Regions from separate parts of the Mus musculus genome. Here region 1 is linked to region 2. Evidence: chromatin contacts called from public promoter capture Hi-C data. All regions are on one chromosome and are shown on one strand. Each heading gives the region's core, a stretch centred on a gene start, on an enhancer-like site or on the middle of the called end of the contact. The rest is flanking DNA. Distances are from core to core; before and after follow the strand shown. Region 1 overlaps Dnmt3a (DNA methyltransferase 3A). Region 2 holds the start of Dnmt3a (DNA methyltransferase 3A).

Region 1 (6,491 bases), core at 736-3,235, 110 kb before region 2:
AGCCAAGCCTGCTGGCTACTCCCGGAGATATGCAGGACAGACAGACCCCGCATACAGACGGCCCTTCTAGATAGGTATGGCAGAGACACGGTGGACAACTCCTCAGGCTGCAAGGCCCTGCCAGGCAGCCTATGCTCAGACCAGCAGTAGCCCTATTGGCCACTGATCCCAGCCCTTGGGTCACCTGTCAAGTGTTTGCAAATATCTCCTTTAAACGCAAGGTTCTTCCAGGATTCCCCCAGCCCCAGCTGCCTCTCTCCTTTGCTGACTTCTTCCTTCTGGACTCTGGCATCCATAAGTCCCTGCTGGTCCTACTGCCAGCTAACCAGGATGCCAGTCTGTTGCCTGCTCTGGTCTCGAGAATCTGCTGGTTTGGGAAGTAAACGAGACAACTTCACCTTAGTCTAACCTGTTTTTGATCTTGAACCAAACTCCCTCTGCCCTTGGGTCCCAACCCCTAGTTAACACCCATATGAGAGATACTTTAGAAATCCATTTCCCAGACCCTCCCAACGTAAACTGCACCCACTTCAGCCCACTGGAGGACTGTGAGTGGCCACATCAGGGGAAAGGAGTCGCAGGACAAAAGGACATTATGACGGTGCTTTTTTTTTTTTTTCCGTTTTTCTTTTTGCACAAAAACAGTCCATTTATTCAAGTGTTCTCCAGCACAAGTACATTAGAAAGGAGCTTTATTATATTCTTCTGGGCACAAAAAAAAAAAAAAAAAGTGATGAAGCGGAACTGACGGACTCTCTACACCTGCTGTACGCATTGACCTTTTAATATTTCTTCAACAGCTATGTCACAAGCATCACGTACACAGAGATACAACAGGACACCGGAGAGTGCAGCAAGCTGTATGCAGCCCCCCACACCCCTCCTGGCTGTCCCAGAACCAGACTGTGAAATGTACATTATTACTGTCAATAAATAGAGAAGCAACCCTAACAAAAAATACAGTGGTAGAAGGAAGCCGGGACCAGGAAAAACAAACGACAATTCTTAAAAAAAAGAATTAGGAAAAGAGAGAGCTAGGAAGAGGAACCGAAAGAGGACCAGGGGGGACCGGGGAAGGTTCTGGAAGGTCCTGCACTTAGCTGCGTGGAATGTGGAGTCAAAGCGCTCTGCCACCGGGGTCAAAGCGAATTCGTCTGTAACAGTAAAAGTTATTACCAAATCAGCTACGGAGTTTATGTTGTAGTATGAATACATGATTTCCCACAAGTAAGCACCCGCTACTTCGATGTCTCAGCTAAAACACGTGAAATCGCTCACTTAGTTTTCAAGTACAAAGTTAAAATGCCTTTTTAATAATAATATATCAGAGTAAAATAATAGTCTCTTTTAAACTCCACTACAAGAAAACAAAACAGAACATCATTGTCCAGACAGCAGACTTAATTTAACAATATATATTTTTAATAAAATGTGTTTAGCACCGTGTTGAGTCACCTCCTCCCTCTGCGTATTCTAAGGAATTTCAGTGATTGTTGTTTCTGTAGAATTCTACGGCCGGGCAATCAAATTAGTCTGTAAAATGGGACTATGTGAGACTTTAGACCACTGCTCATGCCCTCAGGCTTGGTGCTGGGTTAAACCCACTCTATGGCCACTCTATGAGCCCACAAACGAAGCTTGTCCCGGTAGGGGAGCCAGTTAATAGAGTTCTGGGGTCCCCTGGAGAAGCTTTGAATCCCTACCAGCAAAGGGCCTTCCATAGATCTCCATCTTGGCCTGCCTCTTGGTCTCAGCGCCTACTCCAGTGTCTGGGCTAGAGACTTGTCTCCAACCAAAGGCTAACCTTAGCGGTGTCTTGGAAGCCTGCAAGGACAAGGCCTTTCCTCCCAAAGTTCAGCTTTCTCTACACAAACATACACAAGCTCACAATGACCCCGATCAACCGAGTCCTTTCCTTCGGACTTCTGACCCAGCACTGCTCCTAGTGCTGATACTGCCTGGATGGGACAGGATCAATTGGAAAGGGCCACTAAGTCCACCTCCTCACAGGGTGGCTCTGCCAAGTGAACAAGTCAGCACTGCCACTCATCCCAAGCCCTGGGAGCCGCCAAGCGTCAAACTCAGATCCAAACACAGGCCTGCTTGGAAACTCAGCTGCAGTGGTCACGTAGCCCCAGCTCACAGCCAGGGCTCTTACAGTGACAGTTCCTGAAGACCTTGTAGTGCCATAAAAGCTCTGCACCAACCAGACAGGCCCAGGAATTTTCTTCTACTCTCTGGACACACTGTACAGTAAAGAATAGAGAAACCAACAATTTGTATCTTCCTGTAAACACACTCCTTCAAAGTGGCTCAGCCTAACTCCAATCCTAAGCCAGCAAGTGAGGACCACAGCACCCCCAGAACAGAGACACTATTGGGGAGGGTAGATGCTGTTGATGTTGGCCTCCACTCATTGCTCCTGCATCCACACTTCAGTCATTTGCCAAAAGCCACAGGGATCTTTATGCCTGCGGATCTTTCTACCTGCTGCCATACTCAGCCCGGCCACAAAAGTGACTCGGTCCAGGAGGCTCTTTAGGGGACCTCAGCTTTCTAACAGGGTATTCCACAGCAGAGAAACAGCCGACTGCAGGCTCCCGGGCTTACTGGGTCCTATGAGAGGAATTAGCACCAGCTTGGGACCCCGCTGGTATGTGTGCCTCCTCAGGAGGCCTTAGTTCTGTGACCCTGGTGCTAGCACCAGCTACCTCCCCTGGGCAAGGGCCACAGATCTTCACAAATCTTCACACTTACACGGCACCTGCTGAGAGGTGGCTGTCACCCAGTCCCCAGCACCTTAGTTTCTAGGGAAAACAAGCCTAGTCTTTGGAAAGGAAAGCCCACAGGGAACCTCCCATGACTGAATCCAGCTTCAGCCCCACCTGCAGTGAGCTAGTTCCTAGATGCACTGCAAACTCCCCACAACCTCCCCTCAGCTACCCCAGCATCCCAGCAGCTCTCCTCAGAGGTGACCCTAGAAGCCGCACTTGGGGTAGAGACGGATGAATAGCCAGATTGGCACAGTCCCAAAGACACCCCTCCCCAAAAGATATTGGGGGCTAACTCGCCTGGTGCCCTCACACTATGGTAAGACTAAGCCTACAGATGGGGCTGGAAGGAAAGCTAGAGAAGGCCACCCGATGCCCGCCCCATGAGGAGTCCATCAGGGACCGTGTCAGGTCAGTACTGGTCAGCCACCTGGAAGCCTCTACTCAGTCCCTTGGGAACTCCTCCTCCTGAGCCCTCACACTAACCCCAGGCACGGGAGCACCAGGCCCAGCTGAGGCGGCACTAGGCTCCTGGGAAAGGCTAGCTTCGTCACATATGCGGTGGGCAGAGATGGCCTTTGAAGACAGTCCTGACAGGAGCTGGGAAGACCTTGCCATTGCTAGAGGGGGAGGGAGCACCTTGGACTGCCTAAAGCAGCCTTCCTCCCCTCCAGTCCTCCTGCATGGTGCTGGTGGACTCCAGGTCAGAATGGAGCCCTGCTGGAGCAAGGGAGGACGTTACATTTAGTACAGGGACTCCAAGAGGGCAAGCATCCCCCTCTCCTGGATGCTCCAGCCCCATAGTCATACCTGCCATGGCAGGGGAAACTAGCTGCGATCTTAAAACTCTATCCAGAGAAAATGAGCAGAGGTGGGCAGGACTACACAGCCCAAGCAGTGTACCAAGCCACCAGCCAAGCTTAGTCCCGAGCAGTGAGCAAGGGGCCAAAGCCTCTGACTAGTTTTAGCACTAATTACTGATTTGCTTTACTCCAAAAGTGAGGTTCACTGTCCCATTTTAATTTTTTTTTTAACATTTTATTTTCCCAATGGAAGCCCCATGGCCAAGAGAGATTTCAGTTCGACTTTGGTTGGGGAGAATAGGTAGGGGCTGAGGGCTGACTTGACTGGTGCCGAGAGTTGCAGGTCAGTAACCACAGGCTGCTAACAGAAGCTGACATCACCAGAGGCAAAGGGAATACAACACAGACCTGCTAGAGGAAGCACCTGCTTGGATCAAACCTCCTCCTTTTCCTGACTTCAGCACCTAGCAACTTCTGGGATCGAGTCTACCTGTCATCAGGGCAACAGATGTACGAGAGAGAGCTGTGTAGCCGACTCCATCGTCCTGATCCTGCAGAGAAGTGTGCTGGGGGCTCCCTGGTGTGCATCCAGACAGAAATAGATTCCTGTGCATGTGTTAGACTGATATACTGTTTGTGGGGCTGTCTGCGGGAAGGACCCAGGCTCAACACAGAGCCCACTCCCTCCAACCCCCTCTGTGTATATTTCTTATACATGACCCTATCTATGTATTTATATAGGGCCTATCATAGGCCCCATCTTTCTAGGGATGCGGTCTTGGGACCATGTGCTTGACAGCACACCTCCCAGTCTCTGCTGGTCCCAGGAGGTGCCGTCCCCCCTCCCATTATAAAATATATATCTCTATATGCCACATATCTACACTCCATCCATCCAGGCAAGCCCTCACCCTGGGGCCAAGCACACCTTCCCTTCCCGCTGCCAATGCCAGGCTGCCTGCCCTGGCTGGGGAGCGGAACAAAGTGCGAGCACATGGCCCAGGTGAAGCTGACTCAAGTGAGAGCACAGCCATCAGAGCAAACACTAGAAAAGAAACACACGCCACTCCAACCACACACACAAGGAGGGAGGCTGCCCCGGCCTCCCTCCAGCCCTGACACACCGGACTCACGAGGAAGGGAAGAAGAAGAGAAGAGTGACTGGCCCGGAGGGTGGGCCTCAAACTCCCTGGCTGCCTAGCTTGTTGCCCAGTGGCTCACCTGGCCTGAGGGGTGGGAGCCAGGGCACCAGAGCCACTGGTCCTTAAAAAAGCACCTGCCACCCCCCCGCACCTTGGTTTGAAACCTAAAGGGAAGGGTGTTGGGTTTTTGTTTTCTGAAAGAAAATCTTAAAACAATTATAGCCAGAACCATAAGAATAATTATAATAAAGGTGTCATCAGCCTCCCAAGTATGAAACTGCAGTCTTTAGAGATGACCAAAAACATCACATTCCAGGACCGGAGCTGCCATGTGCAGAGGGGATGGTGGGGCCTTATAAAAGAACACACAAAAGGCAACTTAGACAGAAAGCACCAGTACATTTTGTATGTTTTTTTATTTGCTCCAGGTGGGGTTAATGGCGGGTCACTTTCCCTCACTCTGGAATATTTCTGATCCCACAAGGGGCCTTCAACGTGGCTGACGAATTCAAAATCAGGGACAATGTTTTCTCAAGCCATTTTTCTGAGGCAGTCATTTTAGATTCATATTCTAAGGTTATTGCACGCGAGTCTGGATAAATTCCACACTCAGCTTCCCCAGGGTCCGACCACCTCAGCTGAGCCCCTTTTTGGCAGGTGAAGCTAGGCATGGGGCAGGGGTGGGGGGTGATATGGGTCATCCTTCAGTTTGTTAAAACCCCCTCCAGCTGCTCCCCTCTCCCCATCCTGGGCTGAAACCCTTTGCACAGAGGGCCAGGCGGAAGCTGATGTCTTTGCTCATCTCGCTGTTTTGAAAGCACCATTATGAAGTCGGGATGTACAGTAGTTAACAGTACCTTTTATATATATATATCTCATATCTATCATATATATATAAACTGTAAACAAGAGGTAACAGCGGCTTCTAGAAACTGGTTTTCTTCAAGGTTTCCTGTGTGGTAGGCACCTGAAATACTGTAGAAAAGTGTCTGGTGTGGTGTTCTCTCAGCGCCCTGCTGCTAGTTGGGTTCTGTTTTGCATGACCAGGAATGGTGCTGTTGAGACTGCTCGGGGGGTGGGAGAGGAGACTCTGCCTCCGAGGGTCTCTATTCTCTTCCTGTTTGTGCTCCTATCTGATCAGGCTAGAGACAACCAAAGAGATATATAGAAAAGGAAAAAAAAAAAAACCAATATTTTAAGTTTTTATAGAATTTTCCCTCTCTCCCTTTCCTCTCCAAGGCATTTCTACTTTTTGTTGTTACTGATTTTGCTGCAATAACTCTCTTGTTTCAGTCACAGCAAGAAACAAAAACCCAAACAAACAGAAAACCCCTCTGAAAAAGAGTAGAAAACAAAAAGTTCGCCTCCTAGGACCGGAGGGGAAGAAGGGGAGGGGCCTATTTTGCTTTTTAGATAGGACTGAAGGTTAACATTGAAAACTCAGGAGATGATGTCCAACCCTTTTGCAAGGCCAAGCCCTCCGGCGTTTTCCTCCTCTGTGGTTTGCTTTAAATTCCTTTTTCTCTTCTGGGTGCTGAACTTTTCTCCGTCCTCTCGTTCTTGGTGTTTTATTGTTTTGTTTTGTTTTTTGTTTGTTTGTTTGTTTAACTTTTTTATCATCACTACTTCAGTTTGCCCCCATGTCCCTTACACACAAGCAAAATATTCCTTCAGCGGAGCGAAGAGGTGGCGGATGACCGGCACGCTCCACGATCGGCCCAGCAGTCTCTGCCTCGCCAAGCGGCTCATGTTGGAGACGTCTGTGTAGTGGACGG
Region 2 (6,426 bases), core at 1,451-3,950:
ATTCTGGGTCTGAAATTCCACCAGGAAAATCAGAGCCATAGAATTTCAAAGTTGGAATGGGCCTGCAAGCTGCATCCAACCCCCACCCCACAGAGGAATCCTGCCTGCAGACACCCTGACAAATGGCCATTGGCGGCCTCTCTTGGGCTCCTCCACTGTGGAAAGCAGACCTTGAGTCTAAAGGGAACACACCTTTCCTCAGGTTAGGCTCCTGGCGAACACCGGAGAGGCTGGGCCAAGTAACAAGAAAAAGTTTGGGCCACCAGGAGCACACGAATCAGGAGCTGCAGATCTGATGGGGGAAGGGTGCAAAGATAAAGCATGGAGGGGGGGGGGGAGGAGTGCGGGGGGGGGGGGGCTCTGAGAGGCAGCAGGGCCTAGAGAAGGAGGCCACAGGGAAGGGGGAGGAAGGTGCCAGACCTATGACATAAGTTGGCTTGGGGGCCCCTACCTGGACACACACACACACACACCACTCTTCGACAGAATTACCTGTCAATAACAGCTCCACAAGGGCCTTAATGGACCCCAGAGGCAGAGGGGACAAGTCAGCTTGCCCCCAAAGCCCACAGGAACTTACACAACCCAACTATCCAAAAGCAAGTGACTGCTCTAACTACCTGCAAATGGCCCCTGTCTGCACAGAGGATAGCCCAAAGAGGGTCTGCCAGGCTGCTGGGCTTTCCAAATCCCACAGGTCAGTCCTAACACCCCAGCAACGCAAGAATAGCTCCCCAGGCTGCAGCTGTCACATCTGCCTGGGAGGGAGGAGGCACAGTGGAGTAGCACCTGATCCCAGAATCCCTGCACAGCCTGCCCAGGAGGAGGTTCAGCCGCTGGCAGCTCAGGGTGAAACATGAAGACTGAACTGTCCCCGGGGATGCTGATGGCAGTCTCTGGGCACTGCAGTGAGGGGCAAGCTGGGTCACTCGGCCGAAGATACTCCTCCCCAAGGCTCCTGTCCCCTCTGGTTTGAGAGGGGGCAGTTATGCAGTCCCTAGCCCGCCCTTCCTCCCCAGCCCTACGCAGGTCAGAACTGCCCAGCTGGGTGCAAGACGCCATCTTAGGTCAAGGTGCAGCCACAGAAGGCTCCCCCTGGGAGCCCGGGAAGGGAGCTCTGAGAACCCAGTGGGAGCCTTCTCTCACCCAGGGTGTCCACACCTACTCAGCTGGCCTTGCAGGAAAAGAGGAGAGGAGGGGATGCAGAGACAGGGGGAGAGCAACTACTGAGTGGGGAGCGAAGGGAGAGGGTGCCCCCAAGAAGGCAGGCTCCAGGAAAGCAAAATGAAGTTTGGCAGCCATAGGGCTGCGGGCCCCGCGAAGAGGGGTTGGGGGAGGCTGGGGGCGGGCCCTGGACGCACGCCAGCTCGGTCCGCGCCAACGAGGGAGGGCAAGACGGCGTGGAGTAGGGAGTCCGGGTGAGGGCAGGACACGGACCGCGGCCGGAGCCGCTCGGAGGCTCGGGTGTCTCCTGAGGTGAGGGCAACATGGGGACTGAGACCCCCGATCCGCAGCCTCGGCGAGGCCTCGTCCTTCACTGTGCAGATGCGAAGCTTTCAAGGACACGTCTACACCGGCCCGGCGGGGGTGCGTGTGAGTGTATGCAAGGGGAGTCTGCCTCAGGGGGCGACCCCGGCATCCCCACCGGAGACATTTCCAGCCTTGCTGCTCCCGCCCCCGCACCTTCTAGTCCCCCGCGGCCCGGCCCGGGGATCCTCGCCCACTCCCGCCCCGCCCCCATACTGCGGCGCCGCCGCCGCCACCACCACCCCGCTCCCACGGCCCGCAGCGGGGGCAGGGAGGAGCCGGGCGCGACGCCCCCCCCTCCACGCCGTTCCGCCTGGCCTCCGCGGGAGCGTGCGCCCCCGAGCGGGCACGCTCCCCACGCGCGCGCCCCTCCCAGGCCCGCCGGCGCCCCGCACCCCCAAGCCACAGGTGGCCGCGGGAAGATCGCGACGCCGCGCTCCCCGGCGCGGGCCCCGGCCGCCCCTGGGCCCTGCCGGGGGCCTCCAGGGTCCCCCCCGCCGCGCGGAGCCTGCAGGCCCGGGGGAGGGGCGGGGCGGGCGCGGGGCCCGGGTCGTGCCAGGCTGCCATTTTCTGCCGTGGCCACGGCGCTCCCCGGCCGCCCGCGCCCCCTCCCCCTCCTCTCCCCTCCCGCCGCCCGATTCCCGGTCCCGTCCGCACTCCGCAGCGCACGGCCGCAGGCCCCGACCGGGCCCCCGGGCGGGGGCAGAGCCCGGAAGGCGGAGGCGGCGGGGCCCTGCGGCAGCGCGCGTCGGGCGGCGCGCAGGCCGGCGGAGGCCCCCCGCGGCATTGTACGGACTTGAACTTGAGCCCGGGCCGGGCGGGGGCGCCGAGGGGCGTCCGCGGCGGAGGCGGCGCGCAGAAGAGGAGCGGCGGGCGAGCGGCGGGGACATAAACAAACCCTCGGCCCGGGCGGTCCGCGCTCTCAGCACCGCGCGCCGAGTTGCGGGGTCCGAGCCGCGCTCCCCACCGCCTTGCTGTGCCCTCCCGCCCGCCCGCCCTCTCAGCTCCCGGGCCGCAGGCCGTGCTGGTTACCGTGTGGCCCGGCGGGTCGGGCGGCCCGGCTCGCCCTGCTGCCGCGGCGCCGCGTCCCGGCTCGTCCTCTGCTCGCGCCGCCGCCCGCGCCGCCTCCCGGCCCGCCCGCTGCCTGCCGCGCTCCCTCCCTCCGTCGCTGTCGCGCTCCCTCTCTCCGCCTCCTCCGCCGGGTCCCCCCCGCCCGCCTCTTCTCTCCGCCTTCCTCCTTCCCTCCCTCCGGCCGCCCGCCGCCCAGGCCTCCGCCCGCCGCTCGCCCCCCGTGGCCGCGCTGGCTCTGGCCCCGGCGCTGCGGAGCCGCCCGGGAGGCAACCCCGGGGGCCCCGGGGCGCCGCGGCGGGAGCTATCCGAGCCGCGGACGGTCCTAGCGCCCCCGGCGGGAGGAGCGGGTTCGGGACCCCGCCGCGCCCCGACTGCGGCGCTCCGGGCCGGGCACCCTGCCGGAGCTGCGATCTCGGCCGCCCTGTGCCCCTCGGGTGGTCCCCCGGCCGCAACCTCCCCACCTTGCGGCGCCCCTCTACCTGGCGCGGCTTCTGCGCTGGGTCCCCGCATCCAGCACTGGTCGTAGGGACAGCTGCCCCTCCTCTCCCGGGCCGGTGTCAAGTGCCTGCCCCCCCCCGTCCCCCCCCCTCGCCGCCCGCGGAGCCCCCGGCGGCCTTCGCCCTGCAGTTCTCCCGACCTCCACCAGAGCCCACTGCGCTTTGCGCGCCTCAGCACTGGGGCTGGGGACAGCAGCGCCTGCTCAGCCGCGTCGCCACCCACAGCCAGGTGCCGCGGTGGCCAGACGGCTGCACAGGGCCAAGGTCGGAGCGCCTGGCGCCTCGAGGCCATCCTAGAGCATCGAGCACCGCCACGGAGTGGGCTCCCTAGAAGGCAGTAAGCTTTCCGTACCTTGAGGTGTCCAAAAAGAGTTGGATGCCCTCAGGTGGGCTCTGGAAAGATCTGAAGAGGTGGAAGGTTGAACTAAATGACATTGAAGGCCTGCCTCTTCCAGCTGCAAGATTCTCTGCAGACGGGCACTAGACCTGGCTCCCTCAGTGTGGGGGTGCTCTCAGGGCTCCGGGTCTGTAGTGCTCACCTCTCCAGCTACCATCACTGGAGCTTGGCACTGAATCCCCTGACTCCCAGCCTCCTTGTCAGGCTCCTCCCTCCTGTCACTGGACAGCACCATCCATCCAGCCCTTCAGTGCCCCAGTGTCCTGAGTTGCATCTCCCACACCCACGGCACACTTATTTGCAGACCCTCAATGCTGAAGCAGGTTCCCATAGAACACGCCCCACCTAGAACACTTCACCCCATTTGAGGATCAAAGGGACAGTTGCCTAATTCATTGAAATACAGAACCACCCTTTCCTATTTGCAGGGCACATTTACACTTCAGTCTTCCCTACCCCAAAGCAACTGTCCTGACCTTTCCTAATAGCACTCAATATCGCACCCCCACCCTCCACTACTGGTGTTCATTTCTGCCACCCATAGTCTTTCACCTGGCCAGTTCTTAGGACTCGTCATGCCCTGTGAGGACAAGGACACCGTTTGCCTTCAATACAGCTCAGCACCTGTACATGCTACGTCCTCATAAATGTTGGTTGAATGACTGTATGAACTGCAGGCTTCCTGTATCCAAATCCATAGCCCTCCAAATGATGCTCCCAGCTTGACTAAGGACAAGACCATTTTAGAGAAAGGCCTCGACTTCAAGAGTTATATGGCACTACCTCTAAAGAGTAGCCACCAGCCACCAAACACTTCCATCTGTCGAGTGACTTGTACTGCTCCAACTTTTCAGTGAAGAAACCCATGCTTGGACTGGGGATGGAACTTGGTGGGAGAGCATTTGCCTGGTAACCTCCAAGTCTTGGGTTCAGGATTTAACACCACAAACAAAAAGCTCACCATGAGGCTGGAGAGACTGGCTCAGCAGTCCAAAGCACTGGCTGCTATTCCAGAGGACCTGGGTGTAGTTCTCAGCACCCACATGCCAGTTCACAACTGACTATTAACTTCAGATCCAGGGGATGTGGCAGGGATATGGTACACAGGAGCAAGAAAAACATGCTTATGCACAATTTTTAAAAGCCATCCAGGCTTAACCCTGAGTTGGGAAGTGGCAGAGCAAGAGTTAAGTCCAGGTTCATTTGACTCAGGTCAGCATATTACAGTGGGAAGAAGCCAAAACTGACCAAATGAGAGAGCCAAATGTAAGTCTGTATTCAGTACTGATGGTGCTGTCATGGGGAGCCATGACAGCATGGGATGTCTGTGATGCTCATGTAGTCAGGCCCACAGCAACTGTCAGGGGACTTGGGACCAGTGTGTAGCAGTTGCAGGGCGTCACCGTTGGCTCGAGACACCAACACTGCGTCTTTGGTCCAGCGAGGAAGCACATCAGTGCTGGGTGCTGCTGAGACGGGCTTGACCTTGAGGCTCTGTCACAGTTGGAATAAGAAGCATCCCTCTAGATAGGCTCACACATTAATGGGCAGGCCCTTTAAAGGGCTGGCCCTCTGCAGGTGGTGGGCTTTTGTTGTTGTTTTGTGGGGTTTGGTTTTGTTATTATTGTTGGGTTATTTTTGAGACAGAGTCTCTGTTATGTAGCCTTGGCTGTCCTGAAACTCATCTTGAGACTAGGCTGGTCTCAAACGCATAGAGATCCATCTGTCTCTGCCTCTCAGCGCTGGGACCAAAGGTGTGTGCCACCACACCCAGTGTTGTGGTACTGTTTTGAGAGGTTCTGGAAGCTGCGGGAAGTGGGGCCTGGCTGGGTGACCTAGGCCACTGAGTACCTTTTCTTGGGGGATATCCCTTGCCTCTCTCTGTCCCTTGCCCTGCTTCCTGACTGCTCCTCCAGCCCCCACCCCCACCATCTGCACCTGCCACCATAGTATTCTGCCTCACAGCCGGCCCCAGGAGCATGGCCCGGGACTAAACCCTCAGGAACTGTGAGCCCAAGGATGTATTTCCCCGATCAGACTGGTCTTGTGACATATTTTGTCACAAAAAGGGAAGCAGTGAGCACAGGCTTCTACACCCCCTACTTTGGTCCTAGACATTTTGGACAGAGGATGCAGCATCCATTCCAATAGAGAAGGTTATCCCCATGGTACCTACTCCCATATCTCAGTGCCATATCTCAGTGGCTTAAAAACACCAAGTTCTAGGGTGGTTTGGTGACTCTCCCAAAAGCCAAATGCAGTATCACCATGTATCTCTGAAATCCCAGCGTTAGGTATATATCTAAAAGGACAGAAAGCAAGCTGGGTGTGGAGGCATACGTCTGTAATCCCAGTTCTCGGGAGGCAGAGGCAGGAGGATGGCCAGGTCTACATGGTGAGGTTTGGGGTAGCTTGAGCTACATATGCAGACTCTGTCTCACACAAACAGGGTAAAAAGAGGGAGCTTGTAGAGTTTGTGCAACAACACTTCTAACTATTTGCAGTAGCCGCAAATGGGAGCAACCTGAATGTCCACCTACCAACAGATGAATGGATAACCATAATGTCTTACCATATATGCAGTGGCATATTACAGAGGCTTGAAAGGGAAGCAACACGGATGAACCAGTCACAGACACCAAGGTTGCATGGTTCTATTTACATGAGGTGCCTAGAGTAGTCAAATCTGTGAACATAAAATAGAATCTTAGCTACCTGGGTCTGGATGGGGAGCATGGCAGAGTGTTTAACTGCTAGAGCATCATCCTGAAAATGAATGCTTTCTAGAGATAGGTCGGTGGGGTATGAGCTAATACAGATAAAATAGTGACATTTGTGTTATGTGCATTTGACTCCAATAAAATAGTATGAAGTCACTGTAAGTGCCATGGATCCTTTGTGGGTTTGCTGTGCCCGTGGGTATCCAGAGCCTCT

Evidence for each region. Promoter capture Hi-C pulls out the DNA fragments that hold promoters and counts their contacts.
Region 1: a promoter capture Hi-C map of liver shows a contact between it and region 2, with 1.9 times the contacts expected there. The contact joins the enhancer-like site here to the promoter of Dnmt3a in region 2. A contact is called at or near these places in 7 of 39 promoter capture datasets (the C10 cell line, embryonic stem cells, hippocampal neurons and 2 more), 4 of 484 Hi-C or Micro-C datasets (the HL-1 cell line, the N1E-115 cell line, cerebellar granule neurons and 1 more), 4 of 115 datasets of contacts at active chromatin or transcription factors (embryonic stem cells and pro-B cells) and 3 of 9 other capture datasets (adipose tissue, embryonic stem cells and liver).

What each region holds. Positions count from the first base shown.
Region 1 is chr12:3,907,620-3,914,110 of GRCm38.p6, reverse strand. It overlaps Dnmt3a (DNA methyltransferase 3A), which reads right to left. Exons shown (of 23, transcript NM_007872.4): 23 at 1-6,491. The coding sequence ends at 6,364. Among named protein-coding and RNA genes, the nearest start is that of Gm31623, 16 kb to the right of the region's middle. Within about 2 kb of position 1,985, at least 9 of the 459 cell types and tissues checked have an H3K27ac peak or open chromatin away from gene starts, as enhancers often do. A contact at or near this core is called in liver, where this site is marked.
Region 2 is chr12:3,803,254-3,809,679 of GRCm38.p6, reverse strand. Dnmt3a (DNA methyltransferase 3A) reads right to left here and starts at 2,700. Exons shown (of 23, transcript NM_007872.4): 1 at 2,560-2,700.